2 separate regions of the Gasterosteus aculeatus genome follow, and region 2 is linked to region 1. Evidence: chromatin contacts called from public Hi-C data. All regions are on one chromosome and are shown on one strand. Each heading gives the region's core, a stretch centred on a gene start, on an enhancer-like site or on the middle of the called end of the contact. The rest is flanking DNA. Distances are from core to core; before and after follow the strand shown. Region 1 overlaps tsc1b (TSC complex subunit 1b). Region 2 holds the start of stom (stomatin).

What was found. Hi-C and Micro-C count contacts between places; a contact is called where the count stands out from the background.
Region 2: a contact with region 1 is called in a Hi-C map of skeletal muscle, with 5 times the contacts expected there. The contact joins the promoter of stom here to the enhancer-like site in region 1. A contact is called at or near these places in 2 of 6 Hi-C or Micro-C datasets (both in skeletal muscle).

What each region holds. Positions count from the first base shown.
Region 1 is chr14:12,768,197-12,772,188 of fGasAcu3.hap1.1, reverse strand. It overlaps tsc1b (TSC complex subunit 1b), which reads right to left. Exons shown (of 22, transcript XM_040197747.2): 17 at 3,870-3,992; 18 at 3,661-3,771; 19 at 2,826-2,948; 20 at 1,828-2,015; 21 at 1,577-1,750; 22 at 1-1,247. The coding sequence ends at 584. Among protein-coding and RNA genes, the nearest start is that of LOC120831966, 3.7 kb to the left of the region's middle. Within about 2 kb of position 1,723, at least 1 of the 9 cell types and tissues checked has open chromatin away from gene starts, as enhancers often do.
Region 2 is chr14:12,879,268-12,883,259 of fGasAcu3.hap1.1, reverse strand. It overlaps stom (stomatin), which reads right to left and starts at 2,308. Exons shown (of 7, transcript XM_040197562.2): 1 at 2,062-2,308; 2 at 421-530; 3 at 156-228. The coding sequence starts at 2,122.

The DNA of each region.
Region 1 (3,992 bases), core at 474-2,973:
TGTCAGATTCCCATCTCCACGACGAAGACACCATTTCAGAAAGATTTTTTAGGGGATCTTTAAATTCTTTGAGCACAGGAAAAATTAACTTCCATTCCCTTCCAGCTGTGCAAGCAGAAATCTAAAAAGGGACCAATTTCTCACAATTTGGACATATTTAAGCGACATTATCCGCATTGGCTGATACAACTGGAGCCAAGTGGGATGTTTTTTGAACGATGTTTGGATGAACGGACTATTAAAAAAAACTTTGGGCTCACAGTATCACATGTAAGTTATCCATCACTTTGAGATGTGCGCTTCTCGGTCTCATAATCAAATTCATAAGACTAGCATCTTCACTGGTATCACTGCATCCCCTTTGTGTCCCTGTCACCTTCCAAAATTCTCAAAATTCAAATAGGGGAATGACTCAGAATGAAAAAAAGAAAAAGTAGAAAAATATTGTGGGAAATCCTGTTGTCCACTCAGACGAATGGAACAAATAACACTGAAATCCAAAGAGCTGCTGTCATGTTACTCTTTTTGTGGATTTGTAGCTCTTCTCGGTCGTTAAACTTGTCTCTGCACCTCAGTCCGATGTCTAACTGTGCTCCTGATGTGTTTCGTTGTAGTCCATAATTTTAAGCCGCTGACGGGGTCCCCCTGAACCCGTCTGGCCCCGCCCACCCCCTGACCCAGCCTTCCGGCGGGGGCTTTCCTGGCTAGGGGCCCGCTGATCCGTCTCGGCGGGGGGCTCCTTGGTGGGCACTGTGAGAGGAGCGGCAGGGACCGGGACGGGAGGGGTTGCCGGGCCGACGTAACCTGGAGTAGGGGGCTCAACGCACAACCCCGTCTTGAGGCCGTGGGCGAGGCCAGCCAGGAGAGCTGGGGGGAGCTGCTGCTGCTTCTGCTCCTCCTCCTCCTCGTCATCACACTGGCTCTCGCTCTTGTTGCGGAACAGCTGGCGGGCCCTCATGCCCAGGAAGCTCTTGGTGCTGGGGTAGGAGCCCACGGTGAGCGGCGCATCCGAGGGGGGCAGGGGCACGAGCGGGTTGGCGTACGGACACAGCAGGGAGGGTTCCACCAGCAGGGGCGGGACCAAGTCCTGGCTGCCGTTGAGGGAGGTGCCTGTGGTCCTGGAAGAGTTGCTCGCCTTTGGTTGCTGCGGCGATAAAGTGCTGGTGCTGCTGCCCCGAGGGGAATTGCGCAATGATCTGCTGTCCACTTCTTCGTTGCTGTGATGCTGGCCGTCGGGTGCCACGACACTGTGGAGGACAAGGAAAACGGTTTAGAACAGAAAAATCTATCGATAGACTAGATGATGAAAAGTATTTACGGCTATTGAGAGAAATTACATTCATTCACTAATTAACTGACAAAGCTTTTGGGTTTCACTTAGACAACCGAGCCTGGAATGAGTTGCACTGTTCCTTGTGATAAAAAATGCAGTATCTAGATATATAGAGGTACATCTGCAGGGTCATCAAAATTTAAAATAAGCAAGGAATAACGCTTTCACGTTAAACAGGCTACCATTTGTGTGTAATGTAAATTTCACAGTTGCCAAATGAAAATGAACGTGGCAGAAACTGACCTGGTTTCAGCACAGGGGTATGAGTCAGCTCTGCCCCCTGGTGGCGAACCGCTGGCGGTGCCAGCCGGAGCCTCAGTCTCCACTCTGCTGTAGAGCTGCAGCAGTTCAGTCTGCAGCAGCTGAGTGATTCTCCTCTGAGCTTGATACCTGCCGTCTGAGGACTGCAGCTCCGCCCTGCAAAGACAAGATGAAGTGCTGGAGCGAGAGAAGACGACGAAGTGGCCTTGACGGGTCACGAGGTCGGCACTCACTTAGCTTGACACTTCACGTCCTCGAGGAACTTCTTCTGCTCGGCGATGAGGTGCTCCTTCTTGGTCTGGTGCGTCTCCAGCTCGCAGACTCTCTGCTGCGCTGCCTCCAGCTTCTGACCCTGAAACAGCAGACTCTGCCTCAGCGTCTCCACTTCTTTCCCGTAAGACGCCTTCAGCATCAGGGCCTCCTGCGTGGTGGGGTCGTCGTCCACACAGGCACAAAGAGCAACAAGAAATGAATGGGAGGGCAAAGAACACGCAGCTTGTTCTTTTCATGGTGGCTCTGTGAGGAGCCTTCAGATTGTATCCCTATTTTTCAATGGAATAAATGCTCATTTCTGCCATTACGACCTATGGATTAGATTTGACTTTGAGTATACAAACAAAGTAACACAGGCTGGTCATTCATCAGTTAGGCCGTGGATATGAAAATTGGGTGTCAATTGAGAATTATAGGAGAGCACAAGGGGACTGTAGTTTACGATGTGCAAATTGTAAAAATGTGTAAAAAATATGAAAGTTGTGCAGCGTGGCAGGAGTCTGATCTATATAACTAAAAAATAAATTTAAAAAAGGATTGGACCAAGCTGTCTCAAACATAGACAAGACAGCTTGACATATAGACATCTATCTTGACATATATAGTTCTGCTACTCTAATGTTAGTAGTTCATTACCTAAGATGCTCTCCAGATCCCAAAACTGGATGAGTGATGGAAGATATAATTTAATATTTATTTTCTACTAAACATAATCTTTGGATTATTGACCTTTCATCTGTGTGTTAACTGTAGATTGTAAAAAGGTTAGAAAAAGTTTGAACAGAGCTCAACTTGACAGGCTTTGTTGAGGATAAAACACTTTCGGGGAGGGAATTTATGAGCAGGATGTATTTTACGATTGAACTTGGCACCCAATCGGATTCCCTTTTCCCCCTCAGAAGGTCTCCGACAGGCCGGCACACACAGACAGACAGGCGCACACTTGCTCCCAGCGTACCTTGGTAGTGTCGGTGGCTGCGTGCGGTAGCCCCTGCATGGACAGCTTATGAGACTCCCCGAGGAGCAGCAGCTGCTTGTTTAGGAAGCTCATCTGCTGCTGGGTGCTCTCACTGTTGCTCAGCTGAAGGACACACGAGACAAACAATGACGCCGGAGGGCAAATCAGCAATTAGGCAACAAACCACACCTGTCCAGGAATATGTGGGAACGCATCGACAGCGAGCGAGAGGCCATTCGGATGTGATCTCTCACAGGAAACCCGGCGAATCTTCCACGAGCTGCACCTAAGGATCCGTCTAAACATTACAGGGCTCTCAGGGGCTTCTTCATCACTTTACTGACATGGAAATGATGTAAGGATATGAATCCCCCCGTACGGTCTGAGTGCATTTATTGATCCAGCAGCCTGTTCCCTGAATCACCTGCTCAGTTTGTCAGGATTACGGGTTCAGTCTGGGTCAGACTTCAGACAAACCCCAGGAGGCAAGAACAAAACCGGAGCCCCCCACGGCGCTGCTGTACTAAAAATAGAGAGGGAGAGGCAGCATCGCTAAGGCAACAGAGTCCTTGGACAGTCTACGGACTAGGCGCTGCTGTAGGTCCCGCGTGACACCAACGGTTTTCAGGAAGGCAGAAGGAAGCACACAGGGTTCTTTGTGGATATACATTTTACACTGGATGAGACAGAAGGGACCAAAGAGTCTTGCTGATTTAAAGGGACAGGATTGTTGAAAGCAGGGTTTTGGTTACTTATACCTTCAGTATAATTAATTTATATATATACACAAAATCGTGTCTGGAACTAGTTAACTATTAATCAGCTCTTCCTTTACCTTGATCGTCATCTGGCTGAGGAGGTGACCTGTGTGGCAGACTTTGTTGTTGGCCTTCTGAAGCTCCGCCTCCAGTTCGTCTATCCTCTTCTGACACTCCTGCAACTTGCTCTGGGAGACCCCAAACAGATTAGAGAGAGTTGCATTATAAATTACACAGTGGACAAATATAGGTGTTCTGCTATTCAAACCTCTGTGTGCGCGCGTACCTGGAGCTCCTGGTTCTTGGTGTAGTAGTCGTCCCGGCCCTGCTGCAGTTGTCTGATCTGACTGTGCAGCCTGGTCACCACTGTCTCCCGGTCATCCCACAACTGCCTGTACCGCTGCTGCTC
Region 2 (3,992 bases), core at 1,059-3,558, 110 kb before region 1:
CCTCCTCCCATATCCCAGGGTTCCCTGTGGTTTTGGTTGTCTGTTCCCGGTACATTGTTTGATTGTTTCCTCTTAGCTTGCTCGCTCGTCTCCCGGTTTTGTTGCAGTCTGAGAGCCGGGCTGTGACAATAAAATATATATACAGAAGGACTAACCTGGACCTTTGGCTCCTCCTCGCAAAATGCGCCCCAGACGAAAGATAATAGCTCGCTCGTACTCCTTCACAATCTGTGTACAGAGGGCAGAATAGCAGTATGATCTAAGAGTCCTTTGTTTCTCTTATTTGACATTCAACATGTAATTAGAAAATTCGACAATCACCCTGCTCACTGAGGATACTTTTACCAAAGCAAGAAGAAGACTGTTGAATAAGGACACATAATATTGGATATGCGTTTGCGGTACAAACCGCTCGCTGACCTTAATGCACATCCATACGGAGACGGGCAGAGTGACCAGCATGAGGAGAATGGAGAGCGACACCAGCAGCCAGCCACACAAGCCAATGTCAGAGTCGGAATTCTCCAATGCTGGGGGGCGAGGTGGCAGAAGACAAATACGTTCGTGGGAATATCTCAATATACACTTAATTTGACACGCATTCAAACAGCTGTTTGAAGAAAAACCATGTTCACTCAGGTGTGACCTCGGAATTTTCTCCCATTCATCCATCTGTGAACACCAGCTTTTTGCAAATGAGTATGGTTAGTAACCCACCCACACACACACTACTTTATAGCACTTATTAGATTTAGCACAAGAAGCACATCATCCTTCCTGCCTGCAGCATTTCACTCATTCACAATCAGCTATGGACAACATGCAGCCAGTCAATGGATGAGATCCCTACCTTCAAGATCATGTAAATTCATTGGACCTACAGACAGAGTTATAAGTCAGGATGCCATAGAACGACTAACAGTAACGTTGAATAATGGATACATGCTTTAAATAATGAAAAAAACAGTCATTGATTGGACTGGGTCGGTGGGCTGCTGCTCATCATCATCCCCAACATTACATCACCAACTTAATCAATACTGATCACCATGTGGCTTCGCAAGCACAACCCAGCCTGGAAGTCAGAGTAATTCCTGCCAATGACATTAACTGGTCAGGCGTCAGCGGTCATTTCCCACTAACCACGTGTCTGAGGGTCCAACCCAGCTGTCACAACAGCAGGATTTATGTGGTCAACTTGGTATACACTTGAATTTTAGTGCACCTATGTGCTGACTTTTACGGTATTAAACAGGTAACCTGAATAAACGCTATTTAATCAATAATTCCAGACAATGATTGAAGTATGTGTTCAGGACCTCTCTGACAACTCTTGTACAGAAAATTTAATATTTTTACTGTACAAATTTAGAGAATCCTCCAAAGTAAAAGTAAAAAATGTGTATGTTAAAAAACATAATGTAAATATTTCTGCAATAGAAATAGTTTTCTCAATAAATGACTAATACATGTGCTGAGGATCTCTGTGCACACTATTATACAGCAACGATTGATGTACATGTTTAGGACATCTGAAAACTAGAATGCTTTTGGATTGTTTGAAATAATTGAGAAAGACGCTTTCGAAAGCAAATATTGAGAAATTATCCTTTTGAACAAACAAATATAGGGCTTTGGAGAATTATTGATTGATTAATAGCTTTTGTTCAGGTTACATGTTTAAAACCGTAAATGTCACCATATAGGTGCACTAACATTCTCACAACACCATCAACCAACATGACCTTAATTGAAGGATGCAACGCAAGCTGTCGATATATCCAAGTTATCTTTCACTTTACTGTAACTCACTACCAAGTGACCACTAGACGTAAATTCAACGTTGAAATTCGGTTGAAATGAAAGAATTAAACGTCTTTTCAACCCCAGCATGCTAGCTGGGGAACGGTACGTTTACAACCGCTAACTTTAGCCTGTTAGCTCAACATGCTAACGTCAGGCAGCCCTAGCTACGGCGCGCGGACGTCAACGGCTGACCCTGTGTTTGCTATTTTCTTCTATTTCCAAGTCCCCCTCATTTAGGAAGTATGCGAGCGTCACCTGTTTGGCGTTCTCGTCTCCTGGATTCTTTCATGGCTACCTCTTCGTTGTCGGTATCCATAACATACAGCGGTTCGGATGTGCAGTGGTGGAGGCGAGCTGCCCCGTGTGTGCCGCAGTGGACCCGTGCCTGCGGTCTGCTGCTGAGCAGGTCGATGCCCTCGCTGCTCGGCTTCTACCCCTTCACGTGACTTGTAGGGGCTGTGACGCGTAAAGCGGAGGCATGTTTTCCAGGGAGCGTTTCCGCCTTCAAAATAGAAGACCAAATTCACACACGAAATTAATCTTAGTGGTCTGTCTTTGGGGAAGAAGTCGTGTAAAGGTCTTGCATTTGTATTTTTACTTTTCGTCTCGAGAGTGTAGAGGCTACATTCCCCAAACATCACCAATCACCAACCAAATACATTGCAGCCGATATGTGCCTGATTGAGGTCGAGGCCCCAGAGGTCCATTCACAAAAGAAGAGTTCCCAAATCCCAACGTCGGCGTGCAGTTGGACCGTTTTCTCTGTGGCACCTAGGATCTAAAGTGGCCAGCACCATAAACTGGCTGAACTGAGAGGACTATTTATAGGCCATTTTGCAGAACAAGTAAACAGCTGAAAGCAGCTCCCGTTCAAAACCTTTCCAAACTAACTTTCAGAGGTAGAATTCAGCATGCAAGAGGTTTATTGTCCCTCCAGTAATACCAGAATAATTGTGTCGCCCTTGTGCCCTTGCGTACATGGGCATATGGTGCCTGCAACCTTTTCTACACAGTCCACATATTTTCTATAAATTTATTAAGCAAGTTGAGGGGAAAAAAAATCAAATGTCACCAGATAAAGAATAAAGGGGGCTGTGCGGTTTTTCACATAACTTGAATAAAATCTATATGGGCTACATAACAAATAGGGAAGATAAAAAGGTTGTTAAACAAACGTGTTTTGTAATGTACTGTACATATTGTATGTTGGAGGACAACACAAGAAAAAACTTTGATATAAAACAAATAACCGTAACAGCAACTCAATGAGCACTCTGGTCCTGGGAGTGACAATGGACATGACATTTGTGTGAGGTACTTGCTGTCATTATTAATCCAAAACTCAAAATTTGAGTTGAAAAAGTTGCAAGTTGAAAATGAGGTCAGTAGCAGGTGTGGTGCCAATGTGGCTGCCTGGGGGGGGGGGGGTTGCTCAAGCTGCCTACAGGTCTGCGTGCTGGGCACATACTGCCCTCAAGCACTCAGCAGGCCTTCTGTAACATAATCCTGCAGGGGGATTTATCTGGTTTATTCAGTTAATCCCCAAAGGATGTCAGGGGACATGCGGGCAGGTGAGGCCATCATGAAAGCTAAAAAACAAATAATGACGGGATAGATATGAATATTTCTCTTCTGCTATAAGTATAATTTCTGTATGACTTCAAGCACTTTTAGATTCAAAAACGTTTAATGTGCGCATGTCTTGTTCAAAGAGAGAGGAGACAGGTGGGGTGAGGCGGCATCGAGCTGTGCCTCAGCTGGGTTGAGCGTGTGCCTTTTGCTTTCCTATTGCTTGTCACCCCTGTTATGCGCCTAGACACTTTTATCATATGTCCTCTGTCTGTTGGTCATGTATTTTAAATATGTGGAGACATTCTTTAGTCTTGCAGAAGGAGCAGAAGAGTCGTTGCCTCACCGACACAAATTGTCACCGCACGTCACAGTGATGTGGTTGTTTAATTCACTTTTTAGTCTTTTCTAATCACAGCTGACATTGCTGTTCAATTAAATGAACTGCTGTTTCTCTAAATTACAATTGATCATCAGACTGGGCCTGATTATGAAAAAACGGAATAGTGGATTAAAATAAAGATCTCTCTTTTATCAATAGGCTGAAGTCACATTCACTACAAGGTTTATATATCCTGGCAGCACATGCAGGGGTTATTAAAAAATGATGGCATATG